Linked DNA regions of Mus musculus: region 2 is linked to region 1. A link is a contact called in public HiChIP or PLAC-seq data. All regions are on one chromosome and are shown on one strand. The core of a region is the stretch at or near the end of the contact, and the rest is flanking DNA. Distances in the headings are between cores, read along the strand shown. Region 1 overlaps Znrf2 (zinc and ring finger 2). Region 2 holds the start of Gars (glycyl-tRNA synthetase).

The links. HiChIP or PLAC-seq counts read pairs in DNA pulled down with a chosen protein or histone mark.
Region 2: an H3K27ac HiChIP or PLAC-seq map of embryonic stem cells shows a contact between it and region 1, with 11 read pairs. The contact joins the promoter of Gars here to the enhancer-like site in region 1. A contact is called at or near these places in 2 of 484 Hi-C or Micro-C datasets (CD4 T cells and embryonic stem cells), 6 of 115 datasets of contacts at active chromatin or transcription factors (CD8 T cells, embryonic stem cells, memory CD8 T cells and 1 more) and 3 of 9 other capture datasets (adipose tissue, liver and pancreatic islet).

The regions. Positions count from the first base shown.
Region 1 is chr6:54,849,814-54,852,941 of GRCm38.p6, forward strand. The region is part of intron 1 of Znrf2 (zinc and ring finger 2); the gene reads left to right. Among named protein-coding and RNA genes, the nearest start is that of Znrf2, 34 kb to the left of the region's middle. Within about 2 kb of position 1,523, at least 64 of the 459 cell types and tissues checked have an H3K27ac peak or open chromatin away from gene starts, as enhancers often do. A contact at or near this core is called in CD8 T cells, embryonic stem cells and memory CD8 T cells, where this site is marked.
Region 2 is chr6:55,036,739-55,039,814 of GRCm38.p6, forward strand. It overlaps Gars (glycyl-tRNA synthetase), which reads left to right and starts at 1,263. Exons shown (of 17, transcript NM_180678.3): 1 at 1,263-1,495. The coding sequence starts at 1,304.

The sequences.
Region 1 (3,128 bases), core at 273-2,772:
TCCTTCAGTCTAAACAACCAGCAAATCTTTGGATGACCTTTCACTCAGATATTTGAATGCTTATTACTTTGTGTCCAAAGTAGTATTAATGACTTTTGGACTACACAAAATAGGTCACCTAAACCTTGCTTCATTCATTTCCTGTTTCCATTATCTTCAAAAGTAATGATTTTGTAAAGACTACCGGAAAAAAATGAACAAAGACTTATCAGACACAGGCAGACAATAGAAAACATTGACTTTCCTTAATGGGCTTAAAACTTGGACCCATGTGAAATACATTTCCAAGAATCTCTGCTATGCAGTGATCTCTGTTGACATGAGTTATGTATGTTCCTTCAGGATTACTTTGGATGATTCATTAGAGAATCTTGTCTTTAGACTATAAAGCACTTGTTGAACAAGGTTACAATGTAGCAAGCAACCTTGTTTTGGAATGTATTTTGCTACATTGTGCTCTTCCCTGGTCTGGTGCTTTCATTTCACATATTTTGCTCTTAATAGAAGTAGGGTTCAGTGCTGGGGATTTCATTTGCTGTTTTCTCCATTGACCTCTTGAGCTGAAGTTATTCTTATTAGAAAGTCAGGGTAGGCGATCTGTGTCTTGTCCTGGCTTAGGAGGTTGTTTATCTTGTATTTCTAGGAGAATTTTTTCCTAGCAGTTAATCCTATACATGCCTACCATTTAATAGGTCTCCCTAGCAGCTGAAATGGCTGTCTTCTCAGGTTAGACTTCAGAACTTTAGCTGTGTATTATAAAACTTGTTTGCTTACAGAAAGTGGTTAATTTTAGTATGTTTGAAACAGTTTTTCTTTATAAATAAATTTGGAAAATCATGAGCGGTTTAGGACTTGACTGCTTGTGATTATGATTAGCCATAATTAGAGTTCTTTGTTCTGCTTCTTAATTTTGCTGCTATTCCCTCTGTAGAATTGAAGCTAAGGTGGTTTAGGTATTCAGTGTTGTCTGTAGGTCTAGGTGGGAGAGGAATTGGGAATAGAATATATACACAGAATATATAAGGATGTATAACTTCTGCCTCACAGAGGGTATCACACTTGAGAGAGAAGATGTACATAGCAGCAGTGATGTCACATAGAGTGAATATGGAGGCTGTTGGGCTCACGGGTGAGCAGGTAATGAGGAAAGGACCCCCCAAAGTCTGAAGTAAACCAAAAGCAACTTCGTTCACTGCAGGGGGGGGGGGGTGGGATGGGGGGGTGCTTCTAACTGGTTTAGAGTGTTGGTCAGGCTAGGAGCTGACACAACAACCTTGAAAGGGCAAAAGCAGTCTTCTTTTGAAGCATAAACCCACTGGCAGGTAGAAGGATAAATTGTACTGTAATTGGCCTTTGTGTCATTTAAAATGACAGACTTACCCATTACCCCACTAGGTTCCTGTGATATCAATGGCTTTGTTGGGGACACAGCTCCAACAAAGGATCAGTCTTCAGCTACCAGGCCCCACACATCTGAGAGGCCTTCCTGTGGAGGAGGAACTTGGTAGAGATCCCCTCACCTTGTCTTAAGCAACACGTGGCAGTTGTTCTCCAGTGTCCTCTGTTCACAGTTTAAACCAGGCCCTGGCAGCAGGTAAAGCATTGGCACATTTATGCCCAGTGGTTAGCGCACCACACTCCAGGTGGTGTCCTCTGGTATTGTGTGTCCTTCTCTTCTTGGAGGTTTGGGGGAATCACTCTTAGGACTTGGGAGTCTCTGTCACAGTAAGTTTAAACATATTAAGTGGCATATTTAGCAGATTTCTGACAGGTTAGAGGGCTGCTAAACACCTAGCATATATGAATTAAACAATCTTGGTCTGCTCTACGGTATCTGTTTTAAACTGTACTTTACAAACAAAACAGGAGACTAAATAGAATTTCATATTGTAATTAACCGCATCAGTTCCTAGGACGATGCACAGATAATGAGGAAAGGATCACCAAAGTAGTAAATTAAAAGCAACTTTACGGGAAAATGCTGCTAACCAGTTAGGGATATGGTCAGGCTCAGGGGCTGACACAATGACCTTGAAAGGGCATAAGCAGTCTCCTTTTGAAGCAGATGTTCAGGGGATAATAAAGGAATTCATATGAGGGTTAGTTCTGGAGCGCAGGGTGTGGCAGATAGCAGGATGTTGCTCAAGGCTATTTTAAGGCCTTGGTCTTATCTTAGCCTTTATGGGGCTCCTGCAGACCCGGTGGTTTTACTGCAATTGAAAAGACCTGCTTGAAGGCTTGCATGCAGTAAGAGGAGGGTGGAATTACTCTGGGCTCTTCACAGGCTAAGGGAGGTTGTTTCGGGCTTAAGATCTGAAGAGATTACATGATAAAACTTGATTTGAACTTGAAGAGATGGAAATAGGTTTTTAACAAATACCTGAAAACAAAGTATATTTACTTGAGCAAAAACAGGTGACATAGTTGTTCTCTTGGAGGAAAAGAATGAAATGGTTTCACTAAATTTGTATTAAGGTAATAATGGGAAATAATATGAAAAGTCAAGTCCAAAGACAGATGGCATGTGTGTACAGTAATGATCGTGCATAACAGGAGCCAAGATGCAGCAAGCCAGAAGCAGAGCTCAGTTCTGCTACTTTGGATTTCTTTCCAGTTGGACCTATATTCATTCCCTTTATACTTTGCACTATTGAAGAGAGGACAGCTGCCATATTTGGAGGTCCGTATTGCCTGGTATAGCCAATGGAGATTACTTTATAAAATGTCTTGTAAACACATTTGTCTCATTAATTTGTTCAGCTCATATATACTTAGAGTAAGCCTATCTATTATTTCCTTATAGTAATTATTAGTCAATTAAAACATAAAGGTTAAAATACAAGAACCTGCGAGCTTGGATCAGTGCCATCCACATAGCCAGCCTAGTGTTGAACCTGGCTACCTTCCCCCCGCCCCCCCCCCATCCCCCTCACCCCCTGCCTGGACTCTGGTTTGGAGAAGATAACCTCCCCTTCTTTGCCTGCAGGAGCTAGGACCTCCCATGGCTAATCACATTGCATCTGCATAACTTACTGCTTTTGTAGAATAATGCATTGATATGTAAATCTCACGAGGAATGGAGATCAGGACTTTACTTCACTGATAAGGCTTGCCTTTTTTTTTCCCCC
Region 2 (3,076 bases), core at 13-2,512, 190 kb after region 1:
TGTGAAATTTTAAGCCTCCAGATTTCAAAAGGTCACCCTTGGATATCTGTGCAGGCTGCAGGAAAGGGCCAGGAACTTAAACTGGTTTACACCTTCAAGTTCCTGAAAAACACCAAGATTGCCACAGCACCCCAGGTGTTATATCCAGTAAAGCTAATAAAAATACGCGTGATCCCTAAAATTGGCAGTAAAAGCAACTTGGAAGCAAATGAAGAGCGTCACAAACCTCCTCTTGCTTAACTTTTGTCTTGGGGATACTGGGTAAACTAGTAACTACCTTGTGTCTGGTTCTTCACCCTAAAAAACAGCATCAAAGATTTCTGGGAGTTGAGAACGTGTGGTCTCTCACTGCATGGAGTTGGGTTCTCTGAAAGAGGGCCTTGAGCCAGGTTCATTGCCCTCTAGACTGTCCACTGTGTAAAAAACCAGCTAACCAATCACAACAATAGCACAAGGATAATGATGGTCTTCTTGATATTTGTGAAACTGGAAGGTGGTATCTCCCGGTTGGGCCCATCATCTGGCTGACTGGCTGTGAGGTGTCCACAAGTTTGGGAGCATCCAACCTATATAACTTCTGCAAGAGCTTTGAGGCTAGAGTTCCCCTGACTGCTCCATGAGGTGGTTATCCAAGTAAAATCACTTTTCCTTTGCCTCTACACCTTGTCTTTCAAATTAACTGGCATGCCCTGAGAAGAACAGCAACTCTGATTCCTATAAATAGTCCGAGGAACATTGGGTCTTGAGCAATATTTTTGTTTTTGCTGTTGTTGTTTGTTTGTTTCTTAAAGACAGAGGCTCACTGTGTATTTTAGGCTGGTCTTGAACTCACGATCCTCCTACCTCGTCTTCCCAAGTGCTGGGATTACGGATGTGCATCACCATGACCCACTAGAGTTATAGTAACTCTAGGTTCCGATTTTATGTGACTTTATATACTCTTCTAAACAATGGGCTGAGGAAGAAGCAGAAGTATGGGTGTTCCAGTGGGGCGATTCGAGCGTCTGGGACAACAGAGAAGCCCACGATCTAAAGGTGCTCGGGCATCTAGGTTAGGACTGCACTCTCAGAAGCCATGTCCTTCTGTGCATTTGTCTGGAGCGTCCTCTTCACACATTTTTGAGCAAGTTGGTGCCCTTCCGGGTTCTCTGCCGAATCTGCGGTTGCAGACGCGGCGGCTGCGCGCGCCTGCGGGAAGTGCGGCTGCGCGCGCCTGCGGCCTGGCTGCGCTATTTCATCATGCACCGGGCGGGCCGCGCGCCGCTTCCGTAGCCGCCCTGCGCACCGCCTAGGCGGCGTGCTCATGCCCTGTCTGCTCCCCTCGCTGCTCAGAGCCACCCGCGCCGCGCTGCCGCTCCTGTCGCCGCCCCGAGTGGTCGCAGCGTCCGCGTCTCAGCGGCTCCTCAGCGCTCCCGCGCAGCCCGCCGCCTCCCGGAGCAGCATGGACAGCGCGGAGGAGCTGCTGGCCCCACTGCGGCTAGCCGTGCGCCAGCAGGTACCGACCCTCGCCCGCAGCCGCGCGCCGCACCCCGCTCCTGTCCGTCCTTCCCCTGTCCCCGCGCTGCGTCGGCATCCGTGATCCTTGGGCCTCGTGCCCTCTCTGCGTACCCCGAATCCAGCCGTAGGCTTCGCCTCCCTCTTTGAGCGCCCCGATGGCTCGGCTCAGCGGCAAGCTGATGCTGCGCGCTTCTTTTCTTTAGTCTTGGGGATGCTTTGGGAAGCGTTCCCTTCTCTTTATCTTCCTTGCTTCAGTGTTTAGCCTGAGGACTGGCTCACGGTCGAAACGTGGCTATGGGGAGGTGTCGACCCCCCACCCCCCTCCAATACTGATGCGAATTCATGATCCCTCTCCTGTCATCTTTCTGCCTTCTGAAGAGAGTGTCTGGAACCAGCGAGCTTTCGGATCAAGCTGGAAATTGTAGATGGACTGACCGAGCCACTCAGTGAAGTCATCCATTCTTAGGGTGGAACACCTGAAAATGTCATTTTGCGGAAGGGAAGGGAGGTTTCTTAGCTGGAGAATCTGGGGATTTAATGCAGATCTCCTTTTTTTACTGTAGCACTGAGTGGTGGTGATCAGACTTAAGAGGGAAAGGAGAAAAGTATTTGGAATGATACCCACACCCAGTGAGAGCCAGAGCTTACAGTAGGGCCCGGCATCCATGACCTACTAGCTGTAAACACCGGTCGGGTTGCGCCTGCTCTGGCGCCTGATGCAATCGTTTGTCTAGCTAAGGAGGGTGGAATCCTGTCTTAAGGATAATTCATTGGAGCTGAGGTGCTGCAGCTTCGAGGAATTCTGCCACTTTGCTCCAGTTTGAGCCCGACTCAGTTAATAGGCTTTCATTTTGATTTTCACTATGGGCTTTATTTTTTCTTTTTTTAATTGTATGTTCTGTACATTCAGTCTCCATCCACCTTCCACTCCCCACATAAATGTATGTGTGACTCCTTTGTTGTTTTGTTGTGACCTAACTCCTTCCTTTGGAACAATACATCTAATTTTGGGGGAAAAAAAAAAGCACACACTGCAAACCCCTCCCTCTGCCACGTTAGCCTGGAACTGCAGTACATAGTATTCCTCTGTAGTAAGACTGAATGTAGTTAACTTCAGGACGCATTGATCATGGAGAGCCTTCCTGTACAGCTTGTGTGACCTTCATGTCCTTTGTTGTTGGTTTTGACTTGTTTTTTTGGTTTTATGTGTTTGTTTGATAGGGTTTTTGGTTTTTTTTTTTTTTTAACTTTGGGATATTTTCCCAATAGTTGAATTAATTTATTTAAGTTAGTTTGGACTTTTTTCTTTTCTACTTTTCCAGAAGTACATATACACTGATTAGTTGCGTGGAAAATTTGAGTCATACTGAGTCCAGTGTCACTGGAAAGAGTTTGAAGATCATCTAGTTAAACGGTTTTCCTCTTGGACATGTATGGAAAAATGGAGTGCAGTCCATGTCACACGTTTTCATTGTAAAGCCTGGGCAGTTGAAGACTTACTGAGGTGTCGTTTGGAGGTGTTAAAGGATCGCTCTTAACAGTGGCGTGCATTTTGAAGGGGGGTGTTACCAGAAATAGT